3 separate regions of the Mus musculus genome follow, and all the other regions are linked to region 1. The links are chromatin contacts, called in public HiChIP or PLAC-seq maps. All regions are on one chromosome and are shown on one strand. Each heading gives the region's core, a stretch centred on a gene start, on an enhancer-like site or on the middle of the called end of the contact. The rest is flanking DNA. Distances are from core to core; before and after follow the strand shown.

Region 1 (3,601 bases), core at 550-3,049:
GAATAAGGCAGAGGTGTGTAATGCATACTTTTATTTCATCTGCATAGTGATGTACAGTACATGCAGCATTGGGTTTGCTTAACCTGATCATTTTAAGTACCTTATTTAGAAGCATTGCTTGCATTCCGATATTACATAGCCATCACCAACAACCACCTCCACAGTTTTCATATTATAAGGCAGAGCTCTGTACCCACCAGGCCTCTTTTCTTCTCCCCATCCTCACAACTGCCATGGTATTTTAGGGTCTGTGATTATATTAGTATAATGCCTCCTGGATTCATTCATGATGGTTTTTGCTCCTCTGAGGTTGAGGAATATTGTAGTGTGGGTGTATGCTGTGGTGTACTGGGCCTCTCGCCCTCCCCTCCCCAAAGGACATTTAAATATAATCATCTAAATAAGCATTTTTAAAGGACATGAGATAGGAAAGAGGTGAGGTACATCTAGAAGGAGTTAGCAGAGGAGTGTGAATATGATCAAAATACATTAGATGCATGCATGAAAGTATTAAATCATCAGTAAAAAATATTTCTAACAGTCGCTGATCATGCTGGAGGAAAGGATAATTTTGCTGCTTCAGTGTAATGCTAATGTTAAATGTAAATCCAGAAGTGTATGCTCTGTGTAAAGCTCTGAACTTCCTGAAGTAATGATGAGCTGAATGGAATAAATTTTAAGACTTACTTTCCCCTCCACACCAACAGACTCAAGCTTTGAAGTAGACCATGCACAGTGCGTTAAGTAGTTATGTTTCTAGGCTTCTAAGAGGCCCACAGTATGTTTCCATAACTGTGTGCTAATTGGTGCATGTTTATTTTCTCAGCAAGGTGTGTGGGAGACTCTGCTAGCAGCTTTGGAAGTCCTCATCCGGGTAGAGCACCACCAGCAGCAGTTTAATATTAAGCAGTTGCTGAACGCCCACGTGGTTCACCACTTCCTACTGACCTGTCAGGTTTTACAGGTACTTTTCCCGTAGCTTCTCTGCAGGGGCATCTTCTGCAGTAGCTTCTATTTAATAACCTACTGCTGTGCACATCAGAGTTTCACAGGTCAATGGGATTTTTTTCTGTCTTTTATCTTACTTACTCTGTAAGCATGTTTTCTTTCAGCTCTTGCCTCCTGATCTTTATTTACACTGTCATCTTCTCTGGCTCAAACTACAAAAGAACAGCTACTAAATTTCTGCATGTTTCTTTGTATTGGAATATAATAATTTTGTGGTTTCCTGAACATCAGCTGTTAGTGATCCTTAACTCACTCTATACTCTTTAAATAACAACTTACATATATGTATGCTTTTAATAAATAAAACTTAATCATAGTCTATTTTATATGTTAACTAGCAATATGGATATATACCTAAAATACTATATTAAAAAGTGACACTGACTCATGTACTATGTCTGTGCTGTGACCTGACTTTACAAATGCCCTTTCATCTGCCTGGTTGGTATATTGGACTATTTCCAAGGTTTTGTTTTTGTTTTTAGTGTTTGAAACATGTTGATCTTGTCAAGTGAGATAAGTCCAGACATACTGTGGGATCTTTACTATTTCGTGAGGCCAGTACTTTTGCTTCTATAGCCTGACACCTTTACTGTATTGGTGGGTTAAATTGTTGGGGCCTGCCAGCGGCTCACATGTCCGGGTTCGAGCCTGGAAGGCATCTTGGAATCTGGGAGAAAAGAGGGAGCCTAGGCGGGTTGAGAAATAATGGAACTGGTGATGATGTGCAGGATGGGGCATAGTCTCCTGAATAGCTCCGGGGCCTCTCAGCAGGTAGCAGTATCTTGAAGAGGAGCAGCAGCCAAGGCAGAACAATAGAGTGATCTAGGGAGGAAGGCTCCACCCTAGATAATTTCCTTAGTGGCAGCAAGGTCAAATTCTGGCTCAGCCTGCTTCAGGCTTCTGGGAAGCTACATTAAAATCTAAATACTATGACAATACCTCAAAGGGGTCTATGTGATCTGATGACTAAATTGTCTCAAAATTAACAGCTCCCCTTTATTATCCTCTGATTCAGCAGTACATAACAGTAAATGGAGTGGAGGGACAATTATGTGTCATATTTGGACATATGGAGACAGAAGACAAGGCAGTTTTATATTCTGTGCCCTTAATCAGGAGGTTAATTACTAGCCTCTGAGGAGATGGAGTTTAAGAACATAAACAAGTTATGACAGCCTCTATTTTTAGTAAGGCGTGACATCCTACTAAGTTCTATAATCCAAGCAGTTGAAAGCACAGCACAAAGAAACTGGGGGCCTGTGTTTGGTCATAGTTGTACAATTATTTGTTTCTTTGTGTGGTTCAAGCTAGTGAAATAACCATTTAAGCCTATATTCTGGAAGTGAAAGATAAGACCACTGTAATAACCACTGTGAGAAAGGACTTTGCAAGCTGGGCCACAGGATATTGCTGTAACTTGTGTGCTGCATTACAAGAGGTCCATGCAGATCTAGTAGCCATAGTGGATAATAGTACTAACAGTGATGCTAGTGTTAAAAGAACTAAGAGTTTTATGGCTTTATGCACTTTAAAAAATTTAGTTTCGAACATTCCTGATTTGGGGCTTTCATATCTATAAAGTCTGTACAAATATCCTCCAAATCCAAAAACCTGAAATCTAAAGCTCTTCTGGTCTACAGCGTTTTGAATTACAAGATGGCTTAGTGTCTGAGGTGCTGTTCTAAGAGTTTGTATCCTTGAAAAAAACTTTTTGTTGTTGTTTTACAAGATTGGGTTTCTCTGTGGTGTCATTGAATTTGTAAAATGAGCATACATACTAGTGTTAGCATATTCATATAGACAAAGAGACAGTATAGCAATGTTAATGTAAGTGTAGGGCCACATTGCACACTTGAATTCTGCAGTGTAACTTGGTTCAGTTAACTAAATTAAGAGGGCTAGAATTAAACTGCCATCACTTGTAATTAATTTATAATGGCAAAAATCACTGGGGTTGAAAAGTAGTACTTCAGATTAATGTTAAATATGGTTAGACTAGAGTAGTAAACCAACAATATTCTATCTTAAGAAGAATATCAGTGAGATGACTTGGCAGGTAGGGTGCTTGCCATATAGGCCTGATGACTCCGATCTCCAGAACTACATTAAAGCAGAAGAGAACCAACTCCACAAGGTGTCTTCTGACCTCTACATATGCACCTCCAACACTAATAATAGTGACTTTTAGAGGACTATCTTGTTTAAATAAAAAAAATATTAGCTGACAGTTCTTTAAATCTAAAGAGATTTTGGCTTTTATTTTTACAGGAACACAGAGAGGGGCAGCTTACATCTATGCCCCGAGAAGTTTGTAGATCATTTGTGAAAATCATTGCAGAAGTCCTTGGTTCTCCTCCAGACTTGGAATTATTGACAGTTATTTTCAATTTCCTGTTAGCTGTACACCCTCCTACTAATACTTATGTTTGTCACAATCCCACAAACTTCTACTTCTCTTTGCACATAGGTGAGTAAGATCATTGTTAGATTGTAGCCATTTCTACTCTAGTCTTTTTCCTGCCGATACATATTTGTTTTGATATTTACTGAATGGTCTCTCTGTGCTGGAAAAAGCCCTAATGTATGTTGG
Region 2 (3,654 bases), core at 225-2,724, 81 kb before region 1:
AATGGCAAAGACAAATTTTATCCAGGACTAGCATAACAAAAAGAACCCAGGTACATAGTTGGCCTCTGATTTAAACACACTAGGGATACCTGGGGATTTATAGTCAAGAAACGTGGAGCTCATGGTTGATACCAACATAGGTGAATGTTGGTAGCATCAACCTCACAAGATTCATGCTGAAGGCAGGCCAGCATGAATAGATACCAAAGGTGGGGACTGAGAGATTTTGTAGATAGGGAGGGTGTGATTGTGTATGTGTGGGTTCTTGCTAAACTGCCTTGGCGATTGCTAAACCTAGAGTTTACAAAGATGTGCACACATAGCACATGGGCCAAGGAGAAGGTTCAAAGTCTGACTAAAGTTTGCTTTAAGCAAGGATCTTTGTCACATTGCCCACTGTATGCTAGCATATTTGAACAGGGCTAGGTAGGGTATCATACCTGGACCCAGAATTTTTGCAAGTTTCTCTCTTTCTGTTTGACAGAAATATAAGTTCAGGCCCCAATGCTATCTTGAGGATAGCCCTGCTTCCATCTTGGTGAACCTTTCCGTTTTTTGTCTTTTGTTTTGTTTTTTTTTTTTTTTTTTAATCCTGTGACCTCCAACAGAAAATAGGACAACAGTTTATTGCACATACTGTCCATGAAAAAACAAAACAAAACAAAACAAAACAAAAACCAAAAGAAAGTTTATTCTGAGGCAACTTTGAGTGAATAGTGCTTAGTAACAGAGATTCGGGTTTCCCAGAATTACATGTTCTACTGTGAAAGAGGTTTACACGCAGTCTTATAGCCATAGAACAAAAGACCATAAATCAATACATTTGCCAAATATAGCGGAAAGGACATCGGGGAGGTAGGCTACAGCATAGCAGGAAAATCTCCAGCTGATGATACTCTTCTTTTGAGCACTGCTGAAAAGCCAGTCGTTGGCTAAGTTTAACAATACATTCCAAACTTTTTACATAACAGGCACAAAGATCTTAGGTCAGCTACAAAGGTTGGTAATAAGCAGTTTTTTTAAAGAACCTAAAGATAGTCCAAGATAATCTTGGTTACTGATCATCATCTCTCCGTAATGGTAAAGTTCTAGACAGTCAGTCACTTTGTACAGTCTTCAACAAAGATGTAATTTTCCCAGTAAACGTGAGTTTACAGTAGAAAGAAGACACTAGGCTTGCGCTTTTAGGGGCTGAATCGCCTGGGATGGACGAAGCTTTATGCGGCCGGGAGGGGTGGAGTTCAGAGAAGCTGCACAGGGCCCTCCTCGCTGCATTTGTCCCGCCTTCTTCCTCTCATTGGCTGAGATTCTCCACGCATCACGTCGGCGACCCCAGCGTGCCCTCCCGGTGGGGCGGGACTTTAGGCGCTCGAGGCGGGGACGGTGCGCACGCGCAGAGGAGCGGGTCTGGGTCTGGGCGGGGGAGGAAGGGGGTGGTGTTCCCGGTTTCCCGGGTTACCTGAGGGGGCGGGGGTGAGAGCTCACGCTGGCCTGGCAGCCTTGGTGAGTCGGGATTCTCCTGCACCGGCGGGCGAGAGCGCGCGGCGGACCACAGAGCGGAGGTAAAGACCGCAGCGGGCTCCTTTAGAGGGTCAGGGTCTCGACCTCAGCGGGGCATGGCGGGAAGGTGGCGGGCCGCCCGGGCGGGGTCGTGCCGCGCTAAGGGAACGGGGTGGTGCCCGGAGCTCGGCCCGGCCGGGGTTCGCTTGCCTTCTGAGCTCTGCACAGTTGCTGATTGAGGCGGACCCGGGCCCCGAGGGCTGTGGCGGCGGCGCGGACCCCATAGTAACTTTACTTACCGGCCGGCTGGTGCGGCGGACGGTGTCCTCAGGGGGCGCTTCACCTCGGGAAGCGCTTGTCCCGGACCGCCGCTACCCTCAGCCTGCCCGGTCCTTCCCAGCAGGTGACAGCGGGAGCTGACAGGTTCAGGGCGTCTCACTTCGCGCCGCGGGTCCATCTGTCATTCCCCACCCTGGTGCTTCGGAGTCCTTGCTGTCCCTTCCCTGCCCGTGACACCTGCTGCGGGACTCTGCAAACAACCCTTCGTGGTTCGCGCGCACCTCTGGAGCGGTGGCTGAGATGCTAATATAATAGGGACGTGACCCAGGGAGATTTCCTCTGCCACCGGAGGCCAAGGGTTCATGATGGAGGGTTGGAGCTCAGGGAGTCAAGAAAAGTGTCCTCATCCAATCCTCAGAGGGATAAACAAAACAGCAAAACATCCTTGATGGAGAGAGAGAGAGAGAGAGAGAGAGAGAGACAGAGACAGAGACAGAGACAGAGACAGAGACAGACAGACACAGCTCTTGCTTGGTAGTTGATGGTGTGAGAAAAAAATTTTAAGGTGTTGACTCGTGTAGAACACACATTTGTGTTGAATTCTGGCCAGTATTTCCTTAAGGATCAAATTCATTGTGCATTTTCTCCAGGGTTTGTTTAACAGGTTGATATGGCACATTAATTTGAGCTTTTTCTTCCTGAAAGGCATTTGGCTGGTCTGCCTTTACTTTTAACTTCCACACCTAGTAACCTTATACTAATAAAGATGTTGGCTCTTAGCTTTTATTATGTAGCTGATTGGTAGGGGATATCTGTATTTACAGAGCATTGCAAGTAACTTTTCTGCTGCTCGTTGCTGTCATCCACGTTGACACTAACACATACAGATATTGAGAGACTTTGGAAGATAGAGGACGTAAGGGGGAGATGAGTTTCTGTTATTTAGTTTCCATTAAAATACTTCCCAGACAATAAATTGCATATAGAGCATATGCATTTAGTAAAGATGTTTAAGTACCTATTGTGGACCAGACACGTTTTATAAACAGATAAATACCCCCTTTCTTGGGTCATACATATTCTGGAAGAACCTCAGACAATAAGTAAGAAGAATATGTCCTTGTCAGATGATGTTAAAGGACTTAGAGAAAAAGCAGGGAGAAGACAGAGCCAGAAACGGGCTGCAATTTGATTAGAGGTAGTTAGGAAAGGCCTTCTGGAAAAAAAATTTGATAACCGGAAGGAAGTAAGGGGTGATCCATGCTCTTTTCTGAGGGAAGGATATGCAGTGAGAAAGCCACTTGCAAAAGCCCTGAGGCAATAGTGTGGAGACTGGAGTCAGAAGAGAGCTGAGAGGCGGGTCTGGCCGTGTTGGAGCCAGTTAAGTAAGAGTCGTAGAGTACCAACAGATTAAAAGGGTGAGAGATCAGATTGTGAAAGGCTTTATAAGCCTCTGTAGGGAGAGGAGACCTCTTTTTGATTACAAGCTGATATAATCAAACTTGATTTTCAAAGGAGCCATATTATGACTAATTGGAAAATATACCACCATTTGGGGGAAGGGATAGCAGAAACAGAAGCAGAGATACCAAGTAATGAGGCCAGAAATGATTTAGGAATTTGTGGCTGTGGTGAGAGGTTATTGACTTTTTAATACATTGTGTATAGAAATGTAGAGGACAGCAACAATTTTGTCTTTAGCAAGAAAGATAGACTAGAATAGGGAGGTACTGAGAGCTTTCTGAGAAGAATAGGCTTGGTAAGGAGGTTAGGTTTTAGGGGATAAAATTAAACACCCAAGTGGAGATTATTCGTAATAGACATTAGTGACTTTGCATTACAGGAATTTTTGTGTTTCTTGACTATTCCAGCTTA
Region 3 (3,854 bases), core at 612-3,111, 110 kb after region 1:
GAGGTAGGTTTTTAAAAGGTGATCCCGTGGCATTGGTTCATTCCCAATGTGAAGTAAGCTGGTCTCACCCAGCTCCTATTGGCTGATCACAGGAAGCCTTCTTTTTATTCTCAAATTTTGATCTTGTCCAAATCGTTTTTAAAATCCAGTTCCAAAGGGTTTTTTTATGTTGTTTTCTGAGATTTTAGTTAAATCTACACTATAGTTTTCATAGTGGTTGAATAACTTAGATTCCTTTCCTGTTGCTCTGATATGTATCTTGACAAGAGCCACTTGTTAAATAAATTTGAGACTGACACATATGAATTGAACACATATGTCCTATCAGAGGTTATCACAGCTACATTTAGATTTACTGATAATTTCTTATTTAGATATTATTGTCTGCCGTACCAGAAGCAATTGGTCTCTTTGAGTCGGCTGCCCCTCTACCCTTGTACTCAACACTGAATCAACTCCGTTGCTTTTAATTATCCTTAATCATGATATACTTAGGATATTTAATGTGTCCCAGAGGTCCGATGTGTTACTCGTTTGGCCCCCAGAAGGGCTGCTCCTGGAAGAGGGTAGGGTCTTTGTATAGGAGGCTGCCCAAAAGGATACAACTCCCTCCAGAGCCCTAGAGACTGAATATTGGTCTGACAAGAAGGGGCCTGGGAGAAATGGAGGAGTCCCAGTAGCCACCCAGTCTACCGGAGAGTTTATCTATTGAAGTGCCATGCAGTTGAACAGTTGGCACAACTCGTTAGAATTCTGGTGAGAGGAAACCTAAGGTCAACTTTCCTGCAGCTGGTTTGTGGAAAGAGTGTACAACCGAGCCAGGGCTTGCAGGGGAGACGTGAATCCAAGAGGAAAAATAGTGGACACGATTGTGTGCTGCTTGAATTTTCAACAGTAGTGACTATAGGATCTCAGCCTCTGCCTTGTGAATATTACTGGCTAAATCATTGCGACGTCATTTAATTCTGAGGCCTAAAGGGACTCCTGGGAACTGTGAAGACAATCAGTGTGATTTCCCACCCCACTGCGTCTTTCCAGCCTCTCTGGGCAGTTTCACTCAGCAGCCTAAGTGCACCTCTGTCCACGGTACTGTGAGGCATGTCAGATAGATATGCGAAAATCTAAGGCACCCTGTGTAGTGTCACTTTCTGCAGGGATAGTTAGGGAAGGTGAACAGGAGGAAGGAAGATTTTCAAGAAATCTGTCAGTGGTGTTCAGACAGAAGTAATACGGTTTCCTCCTTCTTTATGCATTTACTGCCTGAAATGTTTTCTCTGCTTCTGTCTTCAGAGGGCTTTGTATTATTTCCTGAGTTGAAAAACAGACGTGGCTGAAGCTGCGTCTCAAGGAAGAGGAGTTTGGTAATTCATCGGTTTACAATGAGACTCACAAAACACAGTTCCATTAGGACGAGGCTTGGCAGGCCATGACCATCTCACCGTTGGGAGTCGCCAGGATTCCCCGTGGCAGCAGTTCCTTGCTGTCCACTCACACCCTTGTGACTGGCTGGGAGGCAGCTGTTCTGCCAAGCCTGGCCGGGTGGCGGTCTTGCCCGCGTTGCTTAGCGACGTCTGCGTAAGATTGGTGCGCATTTCCAGATGTTCAGCATCTGCGCTAACAGCGCCCACCTTCCTCGGCGTGAGGCACCCTAGGTGTCCCCAGGTGAAGTACCCTGAGCTGGCCGTCCCCACTCTGCACTTGGGGATCTGCCTCGAGCCATAAACCCTCCAAGGCTGCGCACTCCCCGGGAGGGCGGGTTTGGGTGAGGCCCGGGATTTGGGGCGCGCGGAGCCCGGAGTGGGAGCCCCAGTGACGCACCAGTGACGTCGGCGGCGGCGGGCGGGATTTCCCGGCCCCTCCCGGCGCGGGAGGAGACCTGCTGCGAAGGAGTGGGTGCGGCCAGCGTGGCGCAGCAGGCGAGGGTTGGGGGGTCACCGTCTTGCACCCAGTGGGCCCACTGCGCAGACCCGAGGTCCCGCTTGCGGGTGGCTTTGCTGTGGCTTGTGCTCCGTGCCGCGCCCCCTTTTCTCCCCAGACGCGCAGGGTCTTCTGTGGTCCGGGACCCCGCGGGTGGCGACGCGGGGCGCGCTTTCACTGAGCCCGGGGCGAGCGATGCCGCTTGGCCTGGCCAACCCCGTCGAGCGCCGCGCCGGGGACCCAGCCCGCGTCTGAGCAGCGCCGGCTGCGCGCCGGCTGCGGTAAGTGGCGCCCGAGGCCCCCGGGAGGGCGCGGCGCCTCGTCGGGGAACCTCGGTCCGGGCCCCGACAGCTCCGAGAGACCCTGGGCGAAATCTAAAAGTCTCAGAACTGAAGAGATATTCTAGCTCCTGGGTCTTCCCTGGAGGTGCCTCAGCACGCTTCACAAAGACCTGTGGTTCGTTGTGGTGGCGGCCGCTTGGTGCACGGCCGCGGGGCGCCTCCAGCCTAAGCCTCCCTAATGTCCACAGGTAGCCCGAGTCTCGGGGGACACAGCCGAATCCCCCGGGGTCGAGGAGGGCCGAGGCCCTCATGGGACTCTTCTTCATCAGTGGGGCGTAGAGGTCCCTTATGGCTGGCCATGATCATAAAGGACGCCCCCTCGTCCCACCCCCCACCATGCAGAAGATCACAGGAGATGGATGGCATGGCCACTGATAATTTTGTTTGGAGCAGTGTTTTGGCAGGGGTTCGCAGACGCTCTCTGCTTTCCCGACGCCAGGACAACTGCCTGGGGTAGAGAGGGAAGAGCACGGTGACCTGGGCGAGTTTGTGCCCTCCCTCTCGATGGCGACTGTCCCCGAAGCAGGTGCTGAAACGCGCTGCTGAGCTCACGGGGCATAGCTTTGGGAGAGCGAGCTTTGCTTTAATTTTTAGTCTCCTGGGAAATAATGAGGCAAGATGCCAGTTATGGCTGCAAAAGGCTCCTTCATTTAGACTAGTCTGCTTCTTGTCGTGTATTTTGAGCTAAGATGTGAGCGAGGGTACTTGCAAATGTGAAAGTTTGATCCAGTGATAGATAAATCCCGTCCTCGCTTCCCAGGCCTCCGGGGTCTGTAAAAGGCTGGCAGCAGACAGGCCGGCGTTTCAGCCAGAGCAAGTCTGCGAGACCGTGCTAGGGTTCCGGTGAAAAAGCGTCACTCCTGCCGTCTGCTCCAAAGCGAGGTGTGATGGCCCCCAAGGCTGCAGCTAGGCTCTTGGGCTGCGTGCAGGCTGCCTGGTTCTTCATTACTGGGGCACCACCGCCCTTTTCCTCTTGTTGGCTTGCAAGGAGGAAGGCAGCCACCTCCTCCTCTGGTCCTGTTAACCTGGTATTGGCCACTTGGGGGTGGGATGGGGAAGACCTGGTGCTTTCAGTCCTGAGAAACAAGACACAAGGTGCTTGTAAACTGTACTTGGGGTTTCTGGATTTCTCCGGCCTGCTGAGAGGTGGCGATGAAAATGCAGAACCTGCTGGGGTGCGTTGCTAGCCAAGGGACTCTCGGGCTCAGAGCTATGGAACCTGCAACCGTTAGGCCCCAGTCCTTTCCCCTCCTAATAAAACCCATGGAGGAAGCAATGGAGGGAATTTTGGGGCAGGGAACTGCACAGGGAAGGAAGGGCCATCCTGACTAGTTTATGCCTGTCTGACTAGCTGCCATCCCCCCTTTTCATGGTAGTCTGTGAGAAAGTACCCATAGGGGAGATTTCCCTTGTTCATTCCCTAGAATCTGAAGAATGGCCATCCCCAAAGCTCCCAAATCTCCATCGCTCTTCATAATTGTGGATTTTTAGATGGCACAGGGCCCTTGCCTCTGGCCTGTCTCAGGGTCCCTGGACACCTGGGACGGAGAGTGGCTGTGTTTGCTTCCACCCAGGGCACAGTCACACTCAGCACCT

Evidence for each region. HiChIP or PLAC-seq counts read pairs in DNA pulled down with a chosen protein or histone mark.
Region 2: an H3K27ac HiChIP or PLAC-seq map of embryonic stem cells shows a contact between it and region 1, with 7 read pairs. The contact joins the promoter of Lyst here to the enhancer-like site in region 1. A contact is called at or near these places in 2 of 39 promoter capture datasets (macrophages and neutrophils), 2 of 484 Hi-C or Micro-C datasets (embryonic stem cells and granulocytes), 1 of 115 datasets of contacts at active chromatin or transcription factors (embryonic stem cells) and 4 of 9 other capture datasets (adipose tissue, liver, macrophages and 1 more).
Region 3: an H3K4me3 HiChIP or PLAC-seq map of embryonic stem cells shows a contact between it and region 1, with 2.8 times the contacts expected there. The contact joins the promoter of Gng4 here to the enhancer-like site in region 1. A contact is called at or near these places in 1 of 39 promoter capture datasets (cranial neural crest), 3 of 484 Hi-C or Micro-C datasets (embryonic stem cells and large pre-B cells), 2 of 115 datasets of contacts at active chromatin or transcription factors (embryonic stem cells and large pre-B cells) and 3 of 9 other capture datasets (liver, macrophages and pancreatic islet).

The regions. Positions count from the first base shown.
Region 1 is chr13:13,669,977-13,673,577 of GRCm38.p6, forward strand. It overlaps Lyst (lysosomal trafficking regulator), which reads left to right. Exons shown (of 53, transcript NM_010748.2): 19 at 1-13; 20 at 827-964; 21 at 3,280-3,478. Among named protein-coding and RNA genes, the nearest start is that of Gm30836, 81 kb to the left of the region's middle. Within about 2 kb of position 1,800, at least 10 of the 459 cell types and tissues checked have an H3K27ac peak or open chromatin away from gene starts, as enhancers often do. A contact at or near this core is called in embryonic stem cells, where this site is marked.
Region 2 is chr13:13,588,935-13,592,588 of GRCm38.p6, forward strand. Lyst (lysosomal trafficking regulator) reads left to right here and starts at 1,475. Exons shown (of 53, transcript NM_010748.2): 1 at 1,475-1,562. Gm30836 (a long non-coding RNA gene) reads right to left here and starts at 2,267. Exons shown (of 2, transcript XR_382086.4): 1 at 1,800-2,267.
Region 3 is chr13:13,782,446-13,786,299 of GRCm38.p6, forward strand. It overlaps Gng4 (guanine nucleotide binding protein (G protein), gamma 4), which reads left to right and starts at 1,862. Exons shown (of 4, transcript NM_010317.3): 1 at 1,862-2,198.